Linked DNA regions of Oryctolagus cuniculus: region 1 is linked to region 2. Evidence: chromatin contacts called from public Hi-C data. All regions are on one chromosome and are shown on one strand. The core of a region is the stretch at or near the end of the contact, and the rest is flanking DNA. Distances in the headings are between cores, read along the strand shown. Region 1 overlaps SMURF2 (SMAD specific E3 ubiquitin protein ligase 2). Region 2 has its middle 19 kb from the start of KPNA2.

Evidence for each region. Hi-C and Micro-C count contacts between places; a contact is called where the count stands out from the background.
Region 1: a Hi-C map of liver shows a contact between it and region 2, with 3 times the contacts expected there. The contact joins two enhancer-like sites. A contact is called at or near these places in 6 of 6 Hi-C or Micro-C datasets (ear pinna, embryonic fibroblasts, liver and 3 more).

What each region holds. Positions count from the first base shown.
Region 1 is chr17:14,161,603-14,164,302 of mOryCun1.1, forward strand. SMURF2 (SMAD specific E3 ubiquitin protein ligase 2) reads left to right here. Exons shown (of 19, transcript XM_017349279.3): 10 at 531-689. Among named protein-coding and RNA genes, the nearest start is that of CEP95, 64 kb to the right of the region's middle. Within about 2 kb of position 1,384, at least 1 of the 8 cell types and tissues checked has an H3K27ac peak or open chromatin away from gene starts, as enhancers often do.
Region 2 is chr17:13,993,065-13,995,764 of mOryCun1.1, forward strand. No RefSeq gene overlaps it. Among named protein-coding and RNA genes, the nearest start is that of KPNA2, 19 kb to the left of the region's middle. Within about 2 kb of position 1,352, at least 2 of the 8 cell types and tissues checked have an H3K27ac peak or open chromatin away from gene starts, as enhancers often do.

The sequences.
Region 1 (2,700 bases), core at 134-2,633, 170 kb after region 2:
AGGATGGAGCAGTTATCCTCTAAAAAATATGCTGAGATTGTTTTCAGGATCATAATTTGTATAAACATTTCCAGTTTTGCTTTGTTGGAGAGCTTAAATTAATCATGGAATAGACATTTATTTACACAGATTTTATGGTGCAATAAAGAAAAATTGAAGGGAAATTTTAGAAAACAATTATTACTGACCCTTGTAAAACAATATTTTCTGTCAAAACAAGTACTGTAGTACAGTTTATGTTGGCAACTGTTGTGATTGTTTTTATATTAATTTAAATCTGTATCACAGTAAAAGTCCAGGAACTTGTTGAAAACGTAGGCTGTGCGATAAGTTTTCTAAGCCATTTGTGAATTGGGCTTTGAATATAAGTTTGTTAAACCTTTGGGAATTAAAGATTCCAGCTGAATATCTCAAGTTTCTGAAACAATACATTTTCTCAGACTTCATGGAATTGTCCTGTGTCATTTACACTTGCTTGGCTCAGCAGGCCCATCAGTGAGATATTTTTTATTTTATATTTGTTTTTGCAGGGATCTTAGCAACATCAATTGTGAAGAGCTTGGGCCTTTGCCTCCTGGATGGGAGATCCGTAATACAGCTACAGGCAGAGTTTATTTCGTTGACCATAACAACAGAACAACACAATTTACAGATCCTCGGCTCTCTGCTAACTTGCATTTAGTTTTAAAGTAAGTTTTTGAAACAGTACACATTAACAATGTGAATCTGAACAAGAGGAAACTGATAGGTCTTTTTTATAATGTGAAAGAACATGTACTCTTTTCACTTAGAATTTACTTTTGTTGAGCAAAATTCTATGTGGGTGTAACCAGTTTTACTTTGACATAATGTTTTAATCCTACTGTACTTAAGTAAGTTCCTATCCTGAGCTGTTAGAAAAAGGGTATGTATCATCATTGCTTCTGCAAGAGGGCCTTTTACAGAGGCAACATGGAAAACACAAGGCTGAGCGGGCAAATTTTGTGTTGCCATTGGCAGTGCTGTTAATAATAATGATAATACTTCCAGGAGCACTCCCTATATGCTGAGTGTTGTTTTTTCTATTTTACCCATGATGGTAATTTCATCCTCAGAAAAGCTCTGAGGTGGTTACTGCCATTTTTGTAGATGAAGAAACTGAAGCAAAGAGGTTAAATGACTTTACATTGGGCAGTAAGTAGCCGAGTATTTTATTACTATTATTTATTTATTTGAGAGGCAGAGTTAGAGAGAGAGATCTTCCATCCACTGGTTTACTTCCCAAATGGCCACAACTGCTGGAGCTGCGCCTGTCCAAAGCCAGGAGCTTCTTCCAGATCTCCCACATAGGTGCAAGGGCCCAAGAACTTGGGCCATCTTCCACTGCTTTCCCAGACATAGTAGCAGGGAGTTGGATCCGAAGTGGAGCAGCTGGCACTTGAACTGGTACCCATATGGGATGCCGGTTCCACAGGTAGAGGCTTAACCTACTTTACCAGGGCACTGGCTCCAGTAGTCAAGGCTTGATTTAAGCCCAGATACTCTGGCTTCAGTTTGCTTTAACCACTGTAGTGAGCATTCTTTGCATGTTATTTTCATCCTCTTCTTTTTTCTGTGGCTGGCTAGTTTCTTCTAACTTACTGTCATTACTTACTGTCATTAAGGAAGCTGAAGAAGGGAAGAAGGAAAAGAAAGAAGGAAACTTTGTCACCAACCAAAGTAGCAAAATATCCTTTTTTTTAAAGTTTTATTTATTTGAAAGGTTAGAACAACACAGAGAAAGAGACATACAGAGAGACCTTCCATCCACTGGTTTACTCATTTGCCCACAACAGCTGGGGCTGGGCCAGGCCAAGACAAGAGGCCTGCTCTTCTACATGAGTGGTGGGTACCCAAGTACTTGAGCCATTACCCACTGCTTCCCAGGGTGTGCGTTAATAGGAAGCTGGATCAGAAGTGGAGCTAGGATTTGAACCCAGGCTGATTCTTTGCTACTGCACTGCAAAGCTTGCCCCACAGTGTCATTTTCAACCAGTCTCGCAAAAACACTTTGGCAATGGTATAGAAATAAAAATCTCAGGCAGTCTGGAGAGTGAGATCTTTGTGACCCCTAAGTAGTTCACTTTATCTTCTCTGAAATATAATATTATCTGCTGTCTGCCTTTCTCCATTCATTTGTTTTGAAGTTTTTTTTTTTTTTTTTTTTTGACAGGCAGAGTGGACAGTGAGAGAGAGAGACAGAGAGAAAGGTCTTCCTTTGCCGTTGGTTCACCCTCCAGTGACCGCCACGGCTGGCGCGCTGCAGCCGGCGCACCGCGCTGATCCGATGGCAGGAGCCAGGAGCCAGGTGCTTTTCCTGGTCTCCCATGGGGTGCAGGGCCCAAGCACCTGGGCCATCCTCCACTGCACTCCCAGGCCACAGCAGAGGGCTGGCCTGGAAGAGGGGCAACCGGGACAGAATCCAGCGCCCCGACTGGGACTAGAACCCGGTGTGCCGGCGCCGCTAGGCGGAGGATTAGCCTAGTGAGCCGTGGCGCCGGCCTTGTTTTGAAGTTCTTAACGTTATATATATATTAAAATGTTTAAAAGCAAAAACAACAAATTAATAAAATTTAGGATGACCTTTGAAAGTATCATTATTTCGTAAATCTTTTTGGAGTTATCTTAAGTAAGTGGAAATTTTAATTAAGTACTAGCTACTAATTATTTAGGATAACATAA
Region 2 (2,700 bases), core at 102-2,601:
CTGGCTGCTCAGCCTCCACCCACAGCCGGGTCTCGGGGAGGCCAGACCCAGACCCACGCTTCCTGGGGGCTGGTTCAGGGCTGTGGTTAGGAAGCCCCGGAGCTGGCCTGGCCTTGGCCTGTGGGGCCCGATCTGGCTCCCTCCCAGGCCTTCTCCTCTGTTCTGGAGGTAACGGCGGCCGTTTTCCTCTGGTCTTTCTGCTGTGGTAAGCAGACTTGCCTGTCTCAGAGGAGCCTGGCTTGGAGAATCCGCTGGCCAAAGCCACAGCTGGCTCCCAGATGGCTCGCGGGCCCAGAACCCACCACCGGCCCAACCTGGATTGTCGGGAGGCTTAAACCCCCCCTGCTCTGGGAGATTTATGGGCAGCTCTTGGGGAGGGCAGATGTCTAGAGCTAGGATAGGGCTGATCAGTTTCCTTCTTTGCGTGTTCTAGAATCCTGCTAAAACACAAGACACTGACCTCAGCTTTACCCCACCCGAAGAGTGAGTGAGAATAACTAGATAACCAGCGATCTATTGCTGACATCACTAAGAGACCTAACAAAGAAAGTTCTAGATCCCTTCTCTGTCTCTGACTCTCCTCCTCTCCACAGAGGTATCCACAACAAACACATATATGTGAGTACTTAAAAGTTTGCGAAAGTCATATTATGAAGAAACTGCATGGGCCTCTTTTTTTTTTTTTTTTTTTTTTTTAGATTTATTTTATTTATTTGCAAGACAGAGAGAGGTAGAGCAGAGAAAGAAAAAGGTCTCCCATCTACTGGTTCACTCCCCAATTGGCCACAACGTCCTGAGCTGTGCCAATCTGAAGCCAGGAGCTAAAAGCTTCATCCAGGTTTCCCATATGGGTTCAGGGGCCCAAGGACTTGGGTCATCTTGTACTGCCTTCCCAGGGCATAGCAGACAGCTGGATCGGAAGTGGTACAGCCTGGACTTGCACTGGCGTACATGTGGGATGCCAGCACTGCAGACCAGGGCTTTAACCCACTGCGCCACAGCGCCGGCCCCGGGCCTCTTTTTTTTTTCACCCCCAAAAATGATTTTTTAATTTCAATATTCCAAGTACTTTCCGAGGTTCCCTCGCATTGGGGGTGTGTGTGCACGCGTTGCAGGTGCCAATATGAAAGGAATTCATGGATATACTCAGGAGCTCTCTTCCAGGGGGAGTCTGCCTCCAAAGTGACCCAGGAAGATGCTCCGCTTCCCAGGCGAGAGTATCTGTCCATCCCATGCAGGTAGAAATGGGCGTCGGAGCACACACAGCTTCTTGCTGCCAAGACATTCTTGGGCGTGCATCTCCTGGAGATGGGGTAGAGCGCGCTCGCAGGCACTCACATACCTCAGCTGCTCAGGAAATACTTGACATAATTTCCTGCTCTCCGGAACGGGAGGGCCAGGAAGTTGGAAAGTCTGACTGTCTTCACGCTCTCCAACGCGGGCCCCGAGGACCCTGTGCTGTTCTCTTCCCCGCGCGCCTCTGAGTTCCTCTCTGCCTCTCTTTCGTGCTGGAACGTTCTTTCCCCCCCACCCCGAAGGGAGCCGAGAATCCCAGGAACGCGGGTTTCCCAGAGCGTGCTGGCCCGAGCTTCCTGAGGCTCTGCTGCTAACACGAGCTAACGAAGCTTGGAAAGCCCCCTGAGAGTCCTCCCAGCCGCGGCGGGCACGCGGCCAGCGCGAGGTGGACCCGCGGCTGCTTTTGCCCTGCACAGCAACAAAAATTCAAAAGGTGGAGAGGAAGGGAAGCCGACTGCCTCGTGCCATGGAGACTGCAAGTGAGGAGCGAGCCAGGCCACGCGGATTTAACGGCCTCCTTGGTTTGCTTCCGTCTCTCAGTGGGGCTCAGATGCTGGCATTGGCACTGGGTCTTTTTAGGCCTTTGTGCAAGATTTCAGGCAAAAAGAAAAAAAGGATTTTGTTTAAAAAGACATGATTTTATTTTTATCAAAAGCGATGAGTCTCACATGAGAGAGATTTTCTCCCTAAGGGATGTGTGACAAAGTCTGTGGCTATTTGGTGTTTATTGTCACATCTGGGGTAGCGGATGCTACAGTCATCCAGGCTGCGCCCAGCATACCCTCACCGTGAGGCATGAGCTGGCCCCAATGTCAACGGTATGGAGGTTCCAAAAGCCCGGTCCACAGGTTCGAAGCAGGGCAAGCATCTGGTATGGCCCTTACGATACTGTTAGGGAACCCACGTCCCTCTCAGAGCGCCTAGGCTGCAGTTCTGTCTCTAAGACAGCAGGCAATGGCTCAAGTGCTCAGGCCCCTGCCACCCCATATGGGAGACCTGGAGCTCCTGGCTCCTGGCTTTGGCCTGGCCTAGCTGTGGCTGTTGCGGGCATTTGGGGAGTAAACCAGCAGATGGAAGCTCTCTGTCTGCTCTCCGCCTTTCAGATTAAAACAACAACAATAAGATGAGCCAAACAAGCAGGTTTAAAGTGGGGAGAGAGAGAGATCTTCCATCAGCTGGTTCACCCCCCAAATAGCAGCAAAGGCCTGGGCCAGGCCGAAACCAGGAGCCAGGGGTTTCTTTCAGGTCTTCCACGTGGGTGCAGGGGCCCAGGGACGGGTCATCTTCTGCTGCTTTCCCAGGAGCATCAGCAGGGCGCTGGATCGGAAGTGGAGCAGTTGGGACATGAGCCAGAGCCCATACGCGATGCTGGGCTTGCAGGCAGTGGCTTTACTGTCTGTTCCA